Regions from separate parts of the Mus musculus genome. Here region 1 is linked to region 2. Evidence: chromatin contacts called from public Hi-C data. All regions are on one chromosome and are shown on one strand. Each heading gives the region's core, a stretch centred on a gene start, on an enhancer-like site or on the middle of the called end of the contact. The rest is flanking DNA. Distances are from core to core; before and after follow the strand shown. Region 1 has its middle 19 kb from the start of Gm32035. Region 2 has its middle 8.4 kb from the start of Gm23443.

Region 1 (6,576 bases), core at 189-2,688, 330 kb after region 2:
CTGGTACTGAAATGAAGCCCTGTAGACTGTCCAGGGATAATGGTTTAAAAATTCCCTGAACAATGAGGCAGAATTTGTGAGTTTTGAAGGAGAGATGATTTGTTTAAATCATCTGCTTCATTAAGATCCCAAAACAGGGTTTCAATGTGTTAATATGACATTCAAATTAAAAACATAGGCAAGTGTTGTTCTTATAATTTAACACAAGTATGTAGAGGAATAATGAGGAAAGGAGAGGGTTTGCTAGAAAAAGCAATGAAATGCAGAATCTGCTTTTTATCTGGTGGCTTCTGAAGCCACCTATAACATGCTATTAACATGCTATTAACATGCTATTATAACATGCTAGCCACAAGCCTAGCTTCAGACAGAGATTTCCAGGGAATCAGGGAGGTGGGGCAAATATGCCTTCCCTCTACTTCCTTGCCAAATTTATTAGAGAAGCCTGAAGTACCTGCAGGCTAGGAAGGGAATGGGTCACAGGGCAACCAACTCATTTTCCATCTCTTCTCCAAGGTGCCTTTCCCTCAAGTTTCAGAGTGACCCAAAAAGCTCAAAGGAACTACAAATGGAATAGAAGATGCTTAGTATCTCTGTAAAATGGAAGAGCTGTTGGGGAACTAAAATCAGAATTCTTCTATGCAGGCAGTAAGAATGAGCTGCTAGTATGGGCCCAGAAGCTGAGGGCCCTGCCTTCTCTGAATCCATATTCCCTGGTTTTGCTTGTCTTTTCTGTAATATGTGACTGTATCGTGAGCAAGGCAGAAGAAGGTAGAAAATGTCTCTATCCTGATTTTTGGTAAAAACTATAAATAAATTCATTTTTCTCATTTCTCAGTATACTCTGTCATTCTTCTCTTAAGGAAGGAGAATGTTCAACCCCAGAATCAGGACCCATGGCTGGGGTCGGGTCTGGTAAGGTTGATGATTATTTTTCATTTATACGCAAGTTTGTTTTGGAGAAAAGAAACAAAAAGTACATCAGAAGTAGAAGGGGAAAGGGAAGAAAAGTGGTCTTTGAATAGGAAGTTTTAGAACAAGGATCATTGCCAAAAAATGTGGTGTGGTTTGTATGCTTGTGACCTTAATGCTTCCCTTCATTGAAGGTGAAGTAGTGCTGCAGCAATAAAGGCCCTATTTGAGCCAAAATCAGAGAGGGGGAGGGGAAAGACCAGACTGATTTATTCCAAGTGTGAAATAAGCAATTAAGTCCACCTTACCAGGGCTTTCCGGTTTTGTAACAAGTACTTAGGAACTGCTTTTGCTAAAGAGCACTGATTCCTTCCTTAGTCCCAGAAGGCCACTAAAAGCCGAATGAAATCCTGGCATTCCTGCCTTAAGTTTCTGTCTGTCTCCTTTGCCTTAAACCTATGAGTCAGACTACTGCTTAATCCCGAATATGGGTGTGTTAGTCACCCAAGAGTCACCTACCTAAAGCACCATGATTCATAAACTCTCTCAGAAGGGCCTCTGGCCCTACAGACACTCCTCACATAACTGGTCTATTGGGATGGAGGGATGAGCTAATTAATTCTGTTAGGACCATAGGAGTTGAAGCTGTTGTCACAAGATTCAATGTCATAGTGGTCATAGTGGCTGCATGGATCAGAGTGTAGTTTTGATAGGATGACCTATGCATGATACCAGTCATGATGAATGTTTTCTGGAATGGTTTCATGTTCCCATTTTTCTGAATGAGTCTCAAATTCAAAGGTAGACAGCTGTTTCTATTAACTGCTGGAGCAAACCTAGATGAAATAGTCCCAACTGTCTGTCTGACCTGGTTTCTCCCAATACACGGAGCTACCTGACTTAGTCAGGCTGACATTTATTCTTTGTCCTATGTGTGCATAGAAGTCCAGTCTTCCTGGATGACACTTGCCATATTGGGAATAGCTTCCTTAACTCAAGTGCTTTGTTTTCATTAGGTCTTAGTTCAAGTTTCACAATTAATTTCTGTTGTAATTTCCCCCACGTGTATAAAATTTTAAATTCTTATCATAAGTATCATTCTGTCTACAAGGCCATCTGTGTGTCCAAAAACTCTCTGGGGTTGTATTGCTTTTATCTCCATAAACGCATTATGGCAATCAATTTATCTACTTTTGGTAGACTTAAAAGCACTGAGTCCTGGGCCAACTACAGTACATACTTGGTGCTAAATTTTGTTGAACAGATAGGTCTTCTTTGAATAGAAATGGGTTACTTATATGGCTTAAATCCTTGTACACTCAAATTATAGTTAAATAGCAGAGACAGTGGGATAAAGCTAACAATGGGGCAGCCTGTCAGAACCCAGGGCACTCTGATTCCACATGTAGATAAGGACACACCTGTCCAAAGTGAACTCACATTTCTACCCTGAGACAAGTTACCTTGGGAGTTACCTTGGAGTCTTTCTTTGACACTGTTCCAGGAAAATGGGAAGTTTCAGTGACATGTTTAATAATTGATCGAGGACTGTCCTAAAGGGCTGGAGTATCAACACTGTTCGTAGAAGGAATCAGGAACACATAGCTTTTATGGAAGTCTCTATAGTGTTAAACAAGCATGAGCCGGGGCCAATGATTAGCATAATGCTGTCAGCTGCTACCTAAAGGTTTTGTTACTACAACTCAAGAAGCCCTAGGAAGAGCTCAAACAAGGTTTATTTTATGAGCAGATTTTGCCACATCATTGCTTACTCTAATGGAGAGCAGAAAGTAGACATTGTCCAAGCTACAAATGTCAGAGGTAAGCCAATAATACTTTGAATCAACTATGAAATGCAAAGTGTGTTTATGAAGACTTACTCCACTATGCTATTGGTGGTATTTGCTGTTGTTCCCCTAACTCTTAGCAAGCCCTCTGCTCTTTAATTCCTTTTCAGCATCATGTTATCTATCACCACTTGGCACAGCATCTCTCTACTGTTATTGCATTTCTCCTATTGCAGTATGAGAATGGCTATTTAGTGTGTTTTGATTTGCAGCTTCAGAATGGTTCTGAGCACTTGGTAAATGCTCATGAATTTTTGTTGAATAAATGTTGTTCTAAGTAATATAAATAAGTTGTAATAGTTTGAAAGACAATTCCAGTGCACTAACAGCTGGCTTTGTAGAATAAGTCTACCACTACCACTTTGCTAGATACAGCTTCAACTTCATTTGACATTCAAAGAAATTGCAGCTTCCTCTCAAGACAGTTAGAATGATTAAATAGCACAGTACAGATTAATAGCACAGCAACTAAAAAGCATGCTGGCTCATTCCTTTTGACTTTACCACCAAATAGTTCACTTCTCCTCTACTTCCTTACACACACACACACACAGAGACACACACACACACATTTCCTTAATGAGAAAGTAATTCCTCTATTTGTCTTCAATGATGAACGAATGACATGTTTTCTGTTTCTTTACAGCCTAGAGACACCGTTCTCAATAAATACTCAAAAAATGTGACCTTCATAAATTAGTGAATCCTAGAATAGACACTTTCTAATGGAACTAATGACACATTTTACAGTTTTGAAATAGCAGTGTCTAGAACCTGAATGCTGTTAATATGAATTGCAAATGTTCTATGTTCTTTAATAAAATCAATAACTGGCCCTGATTTTTTTGTTAATACTAATAGTTTCTTATGTTCAATAGAGGTATATAATACCTTTCTGCTATGTCATCTTCAACTATTGTTTTCTATATTTTAAAATTGTGTGTTTGAGAACTTGCCTTGCGACCAAGTTTGATAACTTAAGTTCATCCTCCTGAATCCATATGATGGAAGGAGAAATTTAACCCCATGCTGTCCTCTAACTTCCACATATTATGTATATCTAAAATAGTTAGGGTTTTACTGCTGTGAACAGACACCACGACCAAGACATGTCTTATAAAGAACAAGATTTAACTGGGACTGGTTTCCAGGTTCAGAGGTTCAGCCCATTATCATCAAGGCAGGAGCATGGCAGCCCTCAATTTGCTCTCACTGCACTAATGGCAGCCCCTTGCCACAGGTGCCTAGTAGACTATGGAACTGAAGAACCTGTAGTTTAACTCAAATTTAAATAGCTGCACATGACTAGGGCCCACTGTGCTGCATAGTGCAATCTAGAATCTCATTTCTGACTGGTCTCTTGCACCAGCCTAGGTGCCCTTCACCCTCCTCCACTGCCAGTTTTTAAGGAACGGATTTAGTTTAGTCATTTTGCATTCACATATGTTGTTTATTTCAAGAGGTTGCTTCTAGTTTTCTACCATGGTCCTTTTAGTAATAAAGATTTTGGCCAAATTTTCACAGATCCCTCTAGGGACTCACACACATATGCAAAGAGGAGTGTAGGAAAAAAACTTTTGGGGCATCTAATGCTGTCTGTAAGGATTATGGGTGATAGACTTTTGTTTTGTTTTGTTTTGTTTTTTGATATTTTCTTCATTTACATTTCAAATGCTTTCCCCTTTCCTACTTTCCTTTCTGAAAGTCCCCTATACCCTCCCCCTGCCCTGTTCCCCAACCTACCCACTCCAGCTTCCTGGCCCTGGCATTCCCCTGTACTGGGGCATATGATCTTCGAAAGACCAAGGGCCTCTCCCCCCATTGATGGCCGACTAGGCCATTCTCTGCTACATATGCAACTAGAAACACAAGCTCTGGGTGGGGTAGGGAGGGGGTACTGGTTAGTTCATATTGTTGTTCCTCTTATTATAGGGTTTCAGACCTCTTTAGCTCCTTGGGTACTTTTTCTAGCTCCTTCATTGGGGGCCTGTGTTCCATCCAATAGATGACGATGAGCATCCACTTCTGTATTTGCCAGGCACTGGCATAACCTCACAAGAGATAGTTATATCAGGGTCCTGTCAGCAAAATCTAGCTGGCATATGCAATAGTGTCTGGGTGTGGTGGTTGTTTTGGGGATGGGTCCCCGGGTGGGGCAGTCTCTGGTATTGCATGTTGAGTCAACTGTTTGTTAGATTTGTTTTTCACTTAAAAGAAATAAATATATGTGTGTGCATGCTTTCAGGGACCCATACAAGACAGAAGAGGTTGTTGAATTCCCTGCAGCTAGAGTTAGGCAGTTGGGAACTATTAGATACGGGTGCTGGGAACTCAACTCCTGCCTTGAGATATAACAGCAAGTGCTCTTAAATGAGCTCTTTCCAGCCTCTTGATAGTTTCTTAGGAGTACAGAATTGTGTATTTATTTCTTCAGGTTGTTGAGTAAAGTCTGTAACTTTCTTCCAATGTCTGACTGGAAAAAAAAATATACTCAGAAAGGCATGTCCCTGAGCTGACAGAGTAAGACAGCATGAAAGAGCCTCAGCCTTCAGAACATAATGGTGTAGAAACTCATGCTTCAGTGAACTATCTGTGTTCCTCACTGCTCCTGTTTTAAAGACTAGACATTTCTTGCTATCTTTACTATGGAATGATCCTCTTATTTATTCTACCCAGAGGAAGAGAGGCTATGCCTTAGCTGAAGGATGCAAAGGAGGAAATTTTAATATTATTGCTTCTTCGTAAACAGCTTTCCACTAACACTTATGATTTATACCTTTCAAGGTCCCTTTATAGAAAATGAATTCTTGGAACTCGCTTTTGCCCATGTGTAAGTATAGAAATTACCTGGTTAGCCCTGACTCTTTCCTGTTTTGTCAACCTTATATGAGGTTAACATGAGGAAAATGTGTATTAAGTTCACCAGAAATACATCAGTCATCTGTGTAAATGTTACAGTTCTCTAGGTTCAGCAACCACAATGAAAACACATATCCTCGTGTTTTCAGTTCCCGATGCACAGATCACTGTGGACACCAAAGAACTGAGTGAGTGGGTGAATCAGAGAAAGCACGGGCACAGACAACAGCACAGATTCATGGTGGCAAACCTATCAGGTGGTCCATCACCCACTGCATGCTGAGCTGTCCTTTGAAGTGACAGGTCTGAGTTATCCTTCTGCCTCAAGCTGTCTAATCTGCTCTCCAGTTCAGCAAGTGTTTCACTGATTTGAATCACAGAGCATTTCTGTTGATCTGGTCCTGAGTGACTGGTCTCTTTTCAATGCTTTTCCTCTTGTCAGGACTTCCTAGTCTCTTTGACCCTTAGAGCAGCTAGCTGATGCTCAAGGAGTCCTGTTGTGAATGGCAGTACAGAAAGAGAGACCCATTGCTTCCTCTCCTGGCATCCTGCGCCTCGGAGGGCCAGTGCCTGGACCTGTGAATCCCAACACGTCTCTGTAAAGGAGCAGTGCACTTTTCAATGACTTCTGTTCTGTATAAGAGTTGTTCATTCCATCTAGCATATCGTACCATAGTGGCAGAAGTTTTGAATATCTCACTTATGCGGGGAAAGGGAGAGCTAGTCGGCATTAGTAGATTTTATTTTGTAAGGCTTTAGATTTACTTTTCTCTCCGCCCACATGGGTTCCTAAAAAAAAAAAAAAAAACCTACATTAAACAGCTGCTTTGAAAGTTTCTCTTTCCCTATAAGGGTTTTACATTAGCACATTGGGCTCCTATGATCTAATAAAATTAAGCTCTCAGAAGGAAATCGACTCGTCAGAGAGAGTTGGGAAATAGTTGTTGAACGCCAGACT
Region 2 (6,007 bases), core at 1,009-3,508:
GTGTCTATAACCCATTTTCTTACTTTCCATGTTGTTCATTCATTTCAAATTAATGCTAGATATTAGAAGACATAATGCTGTGAAAATATTAACAGCTGAGCCTTTATATACTTTATAGTTTAGTGAGCATTCTAGGGAAGGAATAGAAAGTAAAACATTGAAGTGAAGTCACAGGTCTTCATGCTGAACAGTTTTGAGCTAAAATCAGAAGACGCAACTTCAGTCACCTAGACATTCTTATACATGGTGTGCAACATTCTAATGTTCCATCTTTCTGTTTCTGTCTGCCTCTGTGGCTCTGGTTCTCTGCCTGGTGCTCTCTCTCTCTCTCTCTCTCTCTCTCTCTCACACACACACACACACACACACACACACACACACACACACACACACACACACACCTGAACTATAATAAGACTCTTCCAGGAAAGAGAAACAGTACTGAGTCCCCTGAAGGAAGTTTCAATCAGCAGGGCCTGGCTGGTACCCAACAGGGAAGCCCAGCTGTCTGGCCCATAGCAATTCACACTGGGCAGCCATCCACTATCTGTGAGTAAATGCTCAAGACCATCTGTGAATTTAGAAAGAGGAATCAAAATCTGCAACAGCCCAGCCAAAAGCAAGAGCATCCAAAACTGAAAGTGCAACCCATCTGTGCAGAAGGACATTTCACCCTGGCTGCAGCTTTCCAGTTCCAGCTTGACCTACAGGTCAGTCCAGTTTAAATAAACAAACATTTGTTGAGCCACTCAGTGTGCCAGAAACAATGGAAACAACTGAAAATAAAGAGATGAACAAAACCCAAACCTTTCTTTCTTCCCACCAGAAGCCCAGTGTTTGCTATAACACACAGAGCACACTTGGAGTATTGACTAAGTGTTGTCCAAGGGAAGAGATCAGTAAGTTTTCCCAAAGTAGGATTCTCAAGCAAAATCCTGCACACAATCCCTATTCCAGTTAGCTTGTTATTATAGATATCCTTGTTCTGTGCATCTAGGGTAGGTCTTGATATCCCATTTCATTAAAAATATCCAGCAGCTGGAAGCTACTGGTCAGAGATCACATCTGAATGTCAAAATAAATGGAGACCAAGGTACCTGACAGTGCCATGATGATGAGAACTTCAAGAAGCTGGTTGGGGGTAGGAAATCTCAAAGAAATACTATACAAAGGCAAGAGTATGATAGTCTCTCCCAAGGTGGCAGCTGAGAGCAATTCACACTTTGTAGGTCAGAAAGGTAGGTATGCACTGTACCAGGGCAAGAAGATGATTTTATCTGTAGAAGCTAAGAAATCACCCTGAGAGCTTGTTTGTGGTCCACATCTCTGGGCTTTGCCCCTACTAGGGTCTGCTTCTAAGTGCTGTAATACAGCAGCCTGTACTTGCGCTCCCATCCTCAGGGAGACATCAAGCAGATGGTTAAAGGACCATAATTTCTGAACATTTGCCCAAATGGCAGAAAGGATTAAAGGTTTCTATCAAGAGAAGTTAGGTTTGCTCAGAAAGTCATTTTAAAGCCACTGATTTAAGTGGAAAAGTTTGGAAACAAAGGGACTAAGTAAGAGCTTGTTAAAAGAATATAATCAAGTATGAGACAAGTCAAAATACAGGGTTTAGAGAGAGCCCTTCCTTGAGGCCTGTGTAGGGGAGGAAATGGCCAGAGTTTACAGATGATTAAACATAAAGAGTGAGGGGAAGGGAGCTGTGACTACCAGCTTTATGACTGAGGTGACTGACAAGATGGTAATGATGCCAACCGGAATAGAAAAGCAATCAAGGGCTAGTTTAGATAGCCATGACAATAAATCCTGCTTTGTAGTAGCTGGACTTTGGCATGCAGATTGCCAACCCAAAGTCAATGGGCAGCAGGCAGTTTGCTGTACAGGGCAGGATGTCAAAGGCATAATCCAGACTCCTCACCCACAAGAAGAAATGCAAAGTCCCGAAAGTCCTGCTATCCCACATCCCCATCTGGTAGCTGCGTCCCCAATGCTGCTGGCACAGCTTAAAGCTCTCTGCTTCCTCCCTCAGAAAGGAAACCTTGCCATGATAGTCATCTATGTATAATGAAGGACAAATTTAAGTAGAAAATTCCATAGAACTATAGACATGAATCTCTAGAACTGCTGGGTCAAAGAGGACCTGCTCCACAGAGATGTTCTCATTTGGGACATTTCTTCTCACCAGAAGGTTAGGCAGTGGTTAAAGATACAGATTCCTAGCCAGTGAGTGACTCACCCTTCAAATGATCTCATTGCAACACCAGAGGTATGTGACCCGAAGCTCTTCTGGCAGAAATGAATCAGTATCAGCTCTCTGCCAACACACTCATTTATTTAATTAAGCTAATGTAGAGCAACTCATTCAAACTCTACCCAATGCCATCAATCAGAGTTTTTAGTTGAGAAGATAATATAATCGACAATAATTTATATGAAAGCAAAATCCATAACTTTATTACATAATTGAATGGAGCAAAAGTAATAAAAGTTCTAACTATTCTGATATAATTGTCTTAGTCTAACTGAAGAAGCACATTTACTCTATTGTTTATTGTTTTTGTATTTTGTTGTTGGTGTTTTTTAACAAAGATATCTCGGAGAATGTTCTAACTTGATAAATAAAGGGTGGGAAGCTTTCTCACTTGCTGCTTTTGTCTCTACGGTGAAGGAATGTGATATTCTGAAGCAGTTGGTCAGTTTTGACCTTATGCCTGCTGACTGAGATCGATGAGTAATTGCTTATATTAAACATTATTTTTGATACAATCGGAAATCATACATCACTTTTTAAAAAAGACTTATTTATTTTATGTGTATGAGTACACTGTAGCTGTCTTCAGACACCAGAAGAGGGCGTCAGATCATATTGTAGATGGCTGAGCCACCATGTGGTTGCTGGGAATTGAACTCAGGACCTCCTGAAGAGCAGTCTCTCTCCAGCCCCATACATCACTTTTGTTTGTTTGAAAAAGAAGAAGAAAAACAATATACACATTATGTGCACTATACCTTAAAAATAACAACAATTTTCACAGAATTCAAACTCTAATCAAAGGGGTATGTGATGGTAACATGATTATTTTTAACTTCTATTTTTTTTCTCTACGTCTTTTTTTTTTTCTGAAATGAAAAGGTTTTGGTTTCATATGTGATTGTAAAATAGAAAAGATCATGAAGAGAAACAATCTGGGTCTTTCTGTTCATATTTTATTTCCCTCACTGCTCAGTTCTTGGTCTCTGAAGATTTAGACACTGGAGGGTCAAATAGGTGACCTTGAGTGGAGGAGTCACAGTGATTGAGTCAAGAAAGGTATATGGTTTAAGGCTGAAGGAACGTCAGGATTCCAGGTCCCTCTTACCTTTCATGCTAGTTTCTCTGTTACTATGTCTATTAGAGCAAAATCAACATTTATTTGCTAAAGCTGCTTTTCATACAGTGTTTGATTTTGTGTTCCAAAAGGAAGGCCATTTCATATGAAAGATACAGCACTAAAAACCTTTTCCACATACAAATTGTTTAAACCTTTCCATTGCATAGACTGTTATATGTTTTCTGTTCTTTACATGAAATATGTCACTCTCAAGAAGAAAATGTACAAATTATTGAAGTATTGGCAATTCAGTATTTAAAACAACTTTATCATTGAACAATGACATTCTTCCTGAGACTTAATGTCACAGCAAACCTCCAAAGAATTTCAGAACTCAACCATTGTCTTAAGAACAGTTATTGGTGTAGTTCTTGAAACTTCGATTTGCATACTATATTCATGAATTCTAATTACATTAACATAATTGTCAAGCTGCACTAAAATACATAATTTAGTTCTGTCCTGTGTATAATTTGGGGGGATTTGGTGTAGTTTCTGAAAACTTTAAATGACAAAAACAAAAATAGAGTCTTTTTGCAAGTATAAAATTGAATTGTAATTGCATGACAAAACACGGACAGTAATATGTGACCTGGACTCAAATAATTTTTTCAACATTTTTAATACTATAATGAGCCAAGATTGATGTTGATTCCTTCTCTGCTCCTTCTCCAAGTGGGAGAAATTCATACTGAAGTACCAGAGCAGCAGTGTTAGGGATAGAGAATCATTTGGGTGAGGGGTAGCTTGCGAAGTGAAAGAGTTAAACAGACAAAAAAAAAAAAAAACATTTAAAATAGAAACTTTTTTCCAGTTGGTATTTTTTATTAGATATTTTCTTTATTTACATTTCAAATGTTATCCACTTTTCTAGTTTCTTCTCCAAAAAGCCCCTATCCTCTCTCCTTGCCCCCCCCCCAACCACTCCCCAACCCACCCACTCTTGACTCCTGGCCCTGACATTTCCCTATACTGGGGCATAAAACAGGACCAAGGGCCTCTCCTTCCAATGATGACCGACTACGCAAAACATACCTCTGCTACATATGCTGCTAGAGCCATGAGTCTCTCCATGTGTTTGCTTTGATTGGTGGTTTATTTCCAGATGTCCCTCAACAGAAGAATGGACACAGAAAATATGTTACATTTACACAATGGAGTACTACTCAGCTATAAAAAACAATGAATTCATGAAATTCTTAGACAAATGGATGCATCTGGAGGATATCATCCTAAGTGAGGTAACCCAATCACAAAAGAACACACGTGATATGCACTCACTGATAAGTGGCTATCAGCCCAGAAGCTCAGAATACCCAAGATACAATTTGCAAGAAGGAAGACCAAAGTGTGAATACTTCAATCCTTCTTAGAAGGGAAAACAAAATACCCATGGAAGGAGTTACAAAGACAAAGTTCGGGGCAGAGACTGACAGAATGACCATCCAGAGACTGCCCCACCTGGAAATTCAGCCCATAAACAATCACCAAACATAGACACTATTGCAGATGCCAACAAGAGCTTGCTGACAGGAGCCTGATATTGCTGTCTCCTGAGAGGCTTTGCCAGTGCCTGACTAATACAGAGGTGGATGCTCACAGTCATCCATTAGAGGGAGCACAGGGTCCCCAGTGAAGGAGCTAGAGAAAGTACCCAAGGAGCTGAAGGGGTTTACAGCCCCCTAGTAGGAACAAAAATATCAACTAACCAATAACCCCAGAGCTCCCTGGGGTTAAACCACCAATCAGAGGATATTTTCTTTATTTACAGTTCAAATGTTACCCCCATCACATCTCCCCTACCCCTGCTTCTCTGAGCATGTTCACCCACCCACTTCCACCTGCCCTCCCTGACTTTCGCCTACACAGGCACCTTGACAGGGACAAGGGCCTCTCCTGTTATTGATGTCTGACAAGGCCATCCTCTGCTACATATGTGGCTGGACCCATGGGTCCCTCCATATATACTCTTTGGTTAGTGATTTAGTCTCTGGGATCTCGGGGGGGGGGTGGTTCGTTGATATTTTCATTCTTTCTATGAAGTTGCAAACCCCCTCAGCTCCTTCAGTCCTTTTGCTAACTCCTCCATTGGGGACCCCATGCTCAGTCCAATGGTTTGACTGTGAGCATCTGCCTCTGCATTTGTCAGGCTCTGGAAAAGCCTCTCAGGAGACAGCTATATCAGGCTTCTGTCAGTAAGCACTTCTTGGCATCCACAATCGTGTCTGAATTTGGTGACTGTATATGGGATGGATCCCCAGGTGGGGCAGTCTCTGGATGGCCTTTCCTTCAGTCTCTGCTCCATACTTTCTCTCTGTATTTCCTCTCACGAGTATTTTGGTATCCCTTCTAAGAAGGACTGAAGCATTCACACTTTGGTCTTCCTTCTTCTTGAGCTTCATGTGGTCTATGAATTTTATCTTGGGTATTCTGAGCTTTGGGGTGAATACACACTTATCAGTGAGTGCATACCATGTGTGTTCTTCTGTGATAGGGTCAACACATGCATTTCTCAAATTATCTGTATGATAGAAGTTGAGGCAACACAGTCACTCACAGTTACATAATTTTAAGTTGCTGATTGTATTTTAATATGTGTAAATATTTATACTAAAGGTCTAGTCTAGTCTTTC

What was found. Hi-C and Micro-C count contacts between places; a contact is called where the count stands out from the background.
Region 1: a Hi-C map of adipose-derived mesenchymal stem cells shows a contact between it and region 2, with 2.2 times the contacts expected there. The contact joins two enhancer-like sites.

The regions. Positions count from the first base shown.
Region 1 is chr4:93,880,148-93,886,723 of GRCm38.p6, forward strand. No RefSeq gene overlaps it. Among named protein-coding and RNA genes, the nearest start is that of Gm32035, 19 kb to the left of the region's middle. Within about 2 kb of position 1,439, at least 34 of the 459 cell types and tissues checked have an H3K27ac peak or open chromatin away from gene starts, as enhancers often do. A contact at or near this core is called in adipose-derived mesenchymal stem cells, where this site is marked.
Region 2 is chr4:93,550,708-93,556,714 of GRCm38.p6, forward strand. No RefSeq gene overlaps it. Among named protein-coding and RNA genes, the nearest start is that of Gm23443, 8.4 kb to the left of the region's middle. Within about 2 kb of position 2,259, at least 46 of the 459 cell types and tissues checked have an H3K27ac peak or open chromatin away from gene starts, as enhancers often do. A contact at or near this core is called in adipose-derived mesenchymal stem cells, where this site is marked.